3 separate regions of the Mus musculus genome follow, and all the other regions are linked to region 2. A link is a contact called in public Hi-C and promoter capture Hi-C data. All regions are on one chromosome and are shown on one strand. Each heading gives the region's core, a stretch centred on a gene start, on an enhancer-like site or on the middle of the called end of the contact. The rest is flanking DNA. Distances are from core to core; before and after follow the strand shown.

Region 1 (3,223 bases), core at 468-2,967, 3.4 Mb before region 2:
AGTTCCAGGACTTAAGCATTTACAGCTGATCTTTCTGAGCTGGTAACTAAGTAAACAACTGTCATAAACAAATTATTCATAAAGTCATTTCTATCCCAAAAGAGGATTAATTCAGATTATTAATAAGTAAATCCATGCCACAATTAGTCTACAGTGTAGATAGGCTATAAAAATAGAACCACCCTGGCCAGTCTGTGGTGGCACAAGCCTTTTATCCCAGCACTCAGGAGACAGAAACAGGCCGATCTCTATAAATTGGAGGCCAGCCTGGTCTACAGAGTGTTCCTAGAAAGCCAAGGCTACACAGAAAATCCGTGTCTCAAACAACAACAACAAATTTTTTTTTTAAAAAAGTCCAACTACATTGTGAAGTTGAATGAAAAAGTTTACTGAATAATTATCACAAAAGAAGAAAAAGTTAAAAAAAAAATACTCTGAAAATTAAGTCATCTGAGCAAACCAAAGCAAAGTCAGACCAAAACCTTATGTATATAAAAACTAGCCACAAAGGTAGTAACTAAAATAGGATGAAGAAAAATTTAGGTGGCAAGGAGTCACTCCTATTTGAAGGCAAATACCATGCAAATCCTTGATTCCAAAACCGAGACACACTGTTTTACTACTAATTGACAGCTTTCTGCAAATATTCTGCAATTGTACAACACGGATAACTTTTTTTTTCTCTATTTCTTCGAAAATTAGTTCAGAAACTTCTGGAAGAGAGGTTTGGGGGTGCATATAATCTAAATGCGTCATCTGATTATCAAAGAACAAAAAACGTGCTATATTTTTTTTTAAAGTGCCAAGCATCTGCTGGTTAAAGCCCAGACGAAATGGCTTGTTGGTGGTGGCACTCCATACACAGTTTGCTGTTTCTCGGTTATTCTGAGCGCTCTGAGAACTGGAGAGTTGATGGACCAATCCCGAGTAAGAAATGGAAAGTACAGCGAAAGAGCGGACCGTTCCGCACCCCCGGAAGGAAAAAAAAAAAAAAAAGACTGAGGTGTGCAGAGATGGACGGACCCTCCAGGCAAACACAACGGAAAAGCAGCGTCCTCTGGGCTCCCAGTCACCTCAGACACGGCTCCCCGGCCGCCCCCCACTCTCCGGGACCAAGAACCCAAAGTGGAGTCGAGCTGCTTTTCAGGGCCACCTAGCCTCCCAGTCGGGGATTTCCCTCCCGTTACATAACTGGGCCTAGGGCCTGGTTTCTGCCATCCGTCGTCCGAAGGGAAACGGTCGTTTTCCCCTCAGCTTGCTCTCGGGGACAAGGGAGCGGGCCTGGGCCCCCTGCGAGCCCGCGAGAAACCTGGGCGCCGTCGAGAGAGCCCCGGCGCCGGGTGGCGCGGGGGTAGGGGCCTCGGAGAGGGGCGCGGAGGGCGCGTGGAACCCAGAGCCCCGGGGTCCCAGGCGGCCTGGCCCGACTCCGCCAGGCGCCCCGCGTCCCTCGCGGCCCCCTCCCCACGGGCAGCCCCCTTCTCCAGCCGCCCCCTCCCCCGCGCCTCAGTCCAGGGCCCCAGCCCGCGGCCGACGGCCCTGAGCCCTAAGGCCCCGGCCCGGTACCTGGTCAGACATGGTGACGTGGATTCACCCGGGGGTCTCCGCACCACTGCGGCCTCCGGCAGGCAGAACCTCACTCTGAGGTTTACAAATCCGTCCCTTCTCTACAGCACAACACCGCGGCTGCAGGGACTTCCTCTACGTCTTGCGTCACTTCCGCTGCGCGCAGAGGCGAGTTAGCGAAGACGGGAAAAGGAAGCGGGAAAACGCCGTAAGGAAGGCCGGGGGCTAAAATCCTCCAGGTTGTAAACTACTTGCCTGGAGCAAGAGAACTGCTAGGACTTCGGAGGGAGGGAGAATCAGGCCCGCTGCCGCAGCCCTCAGGGAGACCAGCGCTTTGCCTGCAGGCCGAATGTCTGGGGTCAAACTGACTGCTTAGGCTCCTCCCGGTGGGACGACTTGCGCGCTTCTGAGGCCCGGACCAACCCTCACTGAATATAGTGAATTACCCGTATAGTATTTTTATAGGCCCCTCATGCTTGCTGTTGCCACATTCGTGACTCCGGGTGATAGAGGCAGAGGCTACCGGATCTCTGTGAGTTCGTGGCCATCTTCATCTACAAAGTGAGTTCCAGGACAGGACATAGAACCCTGTTGGGGGCGGGGGAGATGAGGGGGCACAAAAAGACGACCCTTCAGGACACATCTTTTGTTCTTGTGTTTTGAGGCAGGGTCTCACTAATAGCCTTGGCTATTATAGAACATTGCAATGTCAACCAGACTGGCCTCCAACTCGTAGAGATCCTCTTGCCTCTGCCTCCCAAGTGCCACCACACCCCCAGCTAGAACAAAGTCTTGGTGGCTACAGACAACTAAAATGCTACTGAAAGTTTTGAAGTTGTAGGCAGGAGCGCCTTCCAACGCATAAACTAGTTGCCTTGTGTCATAGAAAGACCTAAACTGCTTCCTTTGAATACAGTGACCTTGCACAAGCATTCAAGGAGGATTAAGGTTATAATAAGTAAAGGGGGAAAAATGAAAACTTAAATCAAAAACCCTTCACAGAACAAGACATTAGTAAAATAATCTTTTCTGTAAATAGTAATGAGCCAACTATAAATGACCCAGTAGTCAAAGAGCACTGGCTACTCTTCCAGAGGACTCAAGTCTGAGTCCCAGCACCCATGCATGCATTCAAAACTGCCTGTAACTCTAGTCCCAAGAATCAGATACTTTTTTCAGCACCAAGCCAAAGCCTGAATGCGGTTCATAAACACATTCAGACAAAAACACCCATACAAAATTAAAAATTAGTAGGTACAATATAATTACTAATGAAAATACTGAACATTCACATGCGAAAGGAGAAAGAATTTAAATCCCTATTTCACTGCATATACAAAATTAAAATGTTTCAACGGTGTTTATGTAAGACTGTTTTAGGGTTTTTTTTTTAAGATTTATTTATTTATTTTATGTATATGAGTACACTGTAGATGTTGCAGATGGTTGCAAGCCTTCATGTGGTTGTTGGGAATTGAATTTAGGATCTCTGCTTGCTCCAGTCAGCTCCGCTCACTCCAGTCAACCCTGCTCTCTCAGTCCCTGCTCACTCTGACTCAAAGACTTATTTATTATTATTTGTAAGTACACTGTAGCTGTCTTCAAATGCTCCAGAATAGGGTATTAGATCTCATTACAGATGGTTGTGAGCTGCCATGTG
Region 2 (3,184 bases), core at 84-2,583:
CTCTCTTCTTAACTACCTTCCTGCCGGAGCTGTCCAGAGAGGGAGACTGAGGACCCAAAGGAGTCCGGGAGAGAAGGTGGGGGTAGTAATAAAGACACAAGTAGCACCCCCACAGCTCCTTGGTGGGGTGCTGGGTTTTTTAAAAAGGGGGGAGGAGGGGAGGCCGATGGACCCTGACTTTGCAATAGAAACAGCACCTGAATCTACCTCCTCCCTTCCCCACCCCCGAAAGCCCAGTCACTAACTAATAAAGCTAAGAAAAACCCCTTGAAAACTTTTCCAAACCGGAAGAGACGGCTTCTCCCCGGGCCCTGGAGCTCTTGGGGAATGGGCTGGAGTTGGCAGCCCCGTCGGGGATCGCGGGGAGCGGGGTGGGGCGCGGCGCGGGCGAGGGGTGCAGGGGCGGAGTACCTTGAACGGACAGGAACTGGCAAAGAGTTTCGAGCCAGCCGAGTGCTCGCCCCCCGAAGCCCTCGGGGGTCCCGGGCGCTAGGACCGGGGCTCCCCGGAGAGAAGGCGGCCTCCAATTCGGGCCTAAAAGGAAACTTTCCGGGCCGCGGCTGCACCTGACTCCTCGCCGCCCCTCCACCCCACGCCCGCCAGGCCGCCCGCCCCGCCCCGGCCAGGCCGCCCAGAGCGCCGTGGAGCGGGGGGGATAAACAAACCCAACAGTTACCGGAATCCGGGGGGCCCCGTCTGCGCGATGCCCGGGGACGGGGTGCTGCCGCACGGTCCCCACTCCGAGGCCCCGTCGCCCCGGTCCCCGCCGCCCAGCCCTCCGTCCCGCGGGAGAGCTTGGGGCCGGCGCAGGATGCAGCCCGCCCGCCCGCCCCGAGGCCCCGGGGGACCCCAGGGGCGCGGGAGGCCTGTGGCGCGGGGGCAGGGCGCGGCCGCCGCGGGGCCCGAGGCCTAGGGCGCCCCCCCTTCCGCAGCACTCCTGGGGCCCGGCCCGCGCAGGCCGCGCCGCTCGCCGCGCTCAGGCCGCCGCCGGAACCCCCGCCGACGCTGCCCGCGGGCGTCCCCGAGGCCCCCGGTGCCCCATCCCCCGCCACCCCAGCGCCGGCCCCACTCACCCTTTCATTCTCCGCCCGCGGCCTGGCGTGGGCCGGCGAATCCCCGGCCTCACGTAAGCGCGCTCGCCGCCCGCCCTGCCTACGCGGCCCAGCCCGCCGCCCTACGGGAGCCCGGGGATGTGGGCCGGGCCTGGGGCCGCCTCTGCTTACCTTTCAGCTGCTTTTTTTTTTTTTTTTTTTTTTAATTTTTTTTTCCTCCTTCCTCCCCCTCAACCCCCCCTCCCTCGCCTAGGCTGACAGATCAGAGAGGCGCTGGCAGTGGACTTAGGGAGCTCGGCTGCTACTGCTCCCTCCCTGGGCTTCGGCAAGAGTCTTTCCCTGTCTAACACGAGGGGTGAGGATCATATTTTTATTTTGGAAACTAAAAAGTGCTCCCAGGGTCGGTGATCATTAAGGGGAAATCCCTGAATATACTCTCCAGCCAAGAAGGCAGGGCTGCCCGCCTGCACTAGAAGAGGCAGCAGCCTCCTACAGCACCACTACAGGCACCGCGAGGACATAACACCACAGAGCAGTTCCTCTGCCCTCCGAAACGACAACTTTCCTACCATCTTGGAGGCAGAGGAGAGAGGGGCCAAGGGGAGAAGTGCACCGGCTCCAGCCAGATAAAGTCCAAATTTCTACCTCTCATCGCTGGAAAAAAGCCCATACTTGAGAAAAAGCAGGGAAGAAACAGAAAGGAGGTCGTGTGCTCCGTGGTGGGGAATGTTTCTGCACCTTCTGATGGAAAGAAATCTTTACAAGACACAGGTTTTACGATATTATTGTTTTCCATGTTAACTTTTTCCATAAGGGTGACAGTGGCAGCTTACTTTTTTTTTTCTATTTTTTTTTCTTTTTTTCAGGCTAATAATGATTTTTCTCTATGGCAGGTCCAAGTTCTGTATCTGGTGGCCAGTCTGTAAATTGGCACTTGAGAGACTTAGAGGTCACGGTATTGTCTTTATTTAATGCTCGTTTATGTTGTATGTATTCGTACTTATGGTTTCATGTATTAGAGGTAAGATTTTGTGGTTTTGGTATCTGAGGAACTGAGGCTGCTGAGAGTCAATTGTAAAGAGATGGCTTTTGTCTTCTCTCAGAGCAATGTAAGTAAAACCTATTGACTGCCCAGAAAGGCATAATACAGCTGTTTATTTTTCACGGTGCAAATAGAAGTAGTGTGTATTTAAACTCTCAGGACAGCTGAGCAAGCCAGTTCATCTATCAGCCCAAGAAGAAAGATGACTCCTATAAACCTAGCAACAGATTGAAAGATGCCTTGGATTTTCTTCAAGTAAAATTATTTATTAAGAATTATATCTAGAATTCCATTTCTGTTATTTTCTTTTAGTTTGCATAGATTGATGAATGTCTAGGCCTTTGGTACATTGCATACTTTGCTGCCTGCTTCTTGGAACACAGAATTGAGGGGTAGGCTTCTCTTCCCTAGTGTTGGAATGTTCAGAACTTCCGGTGTAGTGTCAGCCTGTTGAGCGACTTTGTACATTGCAAAGATGTAATAGGTTTACTTTTTTTAAGTGATTTTTTGTTTTATGTACATTGGTGTTTTGCCTGCGTGTATGGCTGTGTGAGGGTTTTAGATGCCCAAGAACTGGACTTACAGACAGTTGTGAGCTGCCATGTGGCACTTGAGCTGGGTCCTCTGGAAGATCAGCCAGTGCTCTTAACCACTGAGCCATTTGTCCAGCCCCAGAATCTCCTCCCTTTCTTTCTTTCTTTTTTTTTTTTTTAATGAACAAACTTTAGCACATAAACAGGATCAAAGAAAAAGTGCACCAGGCATGGAGACAGCCAGCTGCTGCTGCAGCCTGACATGTCCATGGCGGAGGTGTTAGGAGAAGTAGGAACTAGCCAGGCTTTTTGTATGTTGCAAGGGAATTAGGGATGCTCATTTAAAATTCATTGCAAAGCATTTTAGGTGTAATTGATGTTTAAAATGCCTATTTCTGAGTTATAACTTTTTTTTAAAAAATATTTATTTATTATATGTTAAGTACATTGTAGCTGTCTTCAGACACCCCAGAAGAGGGCATCAGATCTCATTAGGGATAGTTGTGAGCTACCCATGTTGCTGCTGGGATTTGAACTCAGAACCTTTGGAAGAGCAG
Region 3 (2,810 bases), core at 177-2,676, 3.7 Mb after region 2:
CTGTGACTTGCCCAAGGAAACGGCTAGTTAGCTCTCTGGAAACCGCAGAAATCAACCCCCGGCATTACTAAACAGTCTGCGTTCCACACCTGCGCTTTTCCCCCTCCACTGTCGAATTATTTTTAGAACTACTTCTACCCTCAAATCCTGCCTGTTTTGCCAGCTGTGCTCAGGAACAGTTTCGGGGAAGTTATGTTGCTATCAAACTTGCCCTATCCAATCAGGATTTAAAAACCTTTCTACAAACACAAAGTTAAACTATTAAAGGCGGCGGCGGCGGCCAATCTTTCTTAGTCTCTCCGGCACATTCTGCGTCCAAGCTGGGGGAATCAAAGCCAGAAGGTGACTCCCACAACTCCAGTCTCCCGGGAACCCGCGATGGGAACAGCGAGGACAGGGAACCGCCACCGCGCCTTCTGCGGGGGTACCGAGGACGCCCACGCAGCGCCCGCTCCTCGCAAGGCAGATCCCAACAGCTCCTTCCCCGATTTGGGACCACACAACACCGTCCTGCATTTATTTCTCCTTACCAAACGCTGTTTCTTTTTTTAAAGCTAGCCCTCTCCCCTCTTGGGCACAAGCAGCAACACCAACTCGGACCGGTTACCTTTCAATAAACCACAACACTCCCTTCCACCCCAAACAATTCTAAAGGCCAAATCCATAACGGCCCCAAATAAGAAGAAATTAATGTCGCCGCTGGCCAGCCAAGCTCAGCGTTACGGAAAGCTTCCCACAGAGCGCCCCACACCCCCAGGACAGGCGCCGCTGCTCCAGCCTTGCGGGGGGCGGGGGGGGGGGGAGGGAGAGGGCGTGCCCAAGAAAAACCACGTGTTCCGCCTTCTGCGCACGCGCCAGCCAAAACAAAAGGGAGGCCTGCCAAGCCCCGCCCCATCCCCACGTGACTCGAATCCAGGCCCGCCCCCTGCCCCGCCCTCCCCTCCCCGCCGTGTCTGCCAAGGCTGTTAGGTTTAGCCGTTTAAATTTGGCTGCGGTCCGACCCCTGCCCCAAAGCACGGTCTTGTGCCGGGGCCCGCAGTCCAACGGCAAGCAGGGTTCGGGGTGCAAAGGGGGCTGCCCGGCGGACGCCGAGCCCGCGAGTCCACCCGGCGGTCTTCTCCGCTCTTTCCCGCCCCGCGCCGCCGCCGTCCCCCGCCGAGGAGACCCACCCCCCTCAGCCCGCCGCTGCGACGCCGGCCACTCGCCTGCTGGGGCGCCCTGGCTGCCCTCCGCCGCCGCACCTTCGGTCCGGCCGTGGTGGGGGCCGCCGAGGCGATCTCTAGCTGTCCGCCCGCCTCCCCCCACCCGGGGCGCCGCCGACTCGTCTCCAGAGCGCGCCCCGCTCCCGCCCCGGCTGACGCCGCCGCCGCGGTTTAACAGTCCGCCCGCTGCCCGCAGCTCCGGGCGCTCGGGGGACGGAACCCTACGGCGGAGGGAGGGGAGTGGGGGAGGGCGGGGCCCGGCGCCGGCCAATGGCAGCGGGGGAGGGGCGCGCCATGCAAATGAGACGGGCGGCGGGGAAACCCCGGCGGGGGCGGGGCCCGCGGAAGCCGCTGGGAGCGTTCTGAAAGCAGCCTGAGCGCGGTGGCCGAACTCTGCCGGCTCCCAGTGCGTTCCGCGCCGCCGTTGTCCCGCGCTCTCTCCACCCCGGTGCCAGCCCGCAAAAGTCACCCCGCCGGCCGTGCTGCGGGGCGCTGCGGTTTCTTTAGGTCTGTTACAGGAAAATAAGACCTGGAAACTCCGGGCGGGCAGGGCCGTCCTGGCCAGGCCGAGGGTTAAGCAGCCCTCAACGCTCCAACCTTTTGCTTCTATGGGTCCCAGAGGCTCGATCCCGAGTCATGCTCTGTCGGACCTCTGAGGACCTTAAAATAGGTGGCAGACCTGCCATGGATACATTTGAGTTAGCTTATGATTAAGGAGCTCTGCAGTTAACTCTGAGGTAGCGCAGACCAGCGGGATTTTAATGGAAACAGTTGGCTAGAGACAGAAACATCTCTGCGAGCGAGTCTTGCACCTGGCCCAGCTCGCAGCTCGCAGCTCACCACCGTTAAACGCACCCGGGCATTTCCCCAGGCTTGAACTTGATGCTTGAGAAAAAAACGATAGCCTAAATATAGCTCCTTAGATAATAGATTAGACGCTTTGCTAAGCAGATTTTCACTAGAATGCTGTAGGAAGTGAAAAGGCACTAGAATTTTTAGATCGATATATCACTTCTACCTTATTTATTTGGAAGGGCTTACAGGCAGGAGTGTATAGAATTGAAGTCATAAAGAAGCAATACTTAAGACATTACCAGAGTTGGAAAATTAACTGTTCTTTCTTTTTCTAGTACATGAATAAATAGCTGAAATAATTTTTATGATAAACTGCCTACAGTAGGGAAAATGGTTATAAAAATTACTCAGAACAATAATTGCTCAATATGGGTCAAGGATGGGCAGTCCAGAAAATAGATTTGCCTTCATTCAATTAAAAATCATGGACTAACAGTGTGTTGGAGGAAAAAGTAAACACTGGATATTTGTCATATTTAAAGGGATGGGTAAAACACTTAAAGAATGTGGTAGGGTCTGGAGTGATGGTACAAACCTTTAATCCCAGGCACAGGTGGGCCAGCCTAGTCTAGTGGTTAGGTCCAGGATAATCATAGCGACATACTGAGACTGTGTCTAAACCCAAAACAAAACTGCACAGTGGATGTATAGCCGTTTGAGAAGTCAACGGTGATCAAGCAGTTCTAAGATCCTGTATTCACCTGGGCATTCATTTTAAAGGCTTCACAAAAAAAAAAAAAATGGGAGGAAGGC

What was found. Promoter capture Hi-C pulls out the DNA fragments that hold promoters and counts their contacts. A called contact is a pair of places that touch in the nucleus more often than the background predicts.
Region 1: a contact with region 2 is called in a Hi-C map of CD4 T cells, with 4 times the contacts expected there. The contact joins the promoter of Sumo1 here to the promoter of Ino80dos in region 2.
Region 3: a contact with region 2 is called in a promoter capture Hi-C map of pre-B cells. The contact joins the promoter of Kansl1l here to the promoter of Ino80dos in region 2. A contact is called at or near these places in 1 of 39 promoter capture datasets (pre-B cells) and 1 of 484 Hi-C or Micro-C datasets (CD4 T cells).

Annotation. Positions count from the first base shown.
Region 1 is chr1:59,669,117-59,672,339 of GRCm38.p6, forward strand. It overlaps Sumo1 (small ubiquitin-like modifier 1), which reads right to left and starts at 1,718. Exons shown (of 5, transcript NM_009460.2): 1 at 1,564-1,718. The coding sequence starts at 1,575.
Region 2 is chr1:63,113,138-63,116,321 of GRCm38.p6, forward strand. It overlaps Ino80dos (INO80 complex subunit D, opposite strand), which reads left to right and starts at 1,334. Exons shown (of 4, transcript NR_045915.1): 1 at 1,334-1,407. It overlaps Ino80d (INO80 complex subunit D), which reads right to left and starts at 1,130. Exons shown (of 12, transcript NM_001114609.1): 1 at 1,074-1,130.
Region 3 is chr1:66,816,169-66,818,978 of GRCm38.p6, forward strand. It overlaps Kansl1l (KAT8 regulatory NSL complex subunit 1-like), which reads right to left and starts at 1,427. Exons shown (of 15, transcript NM_001122738.1): 1 at 1,206-1,427.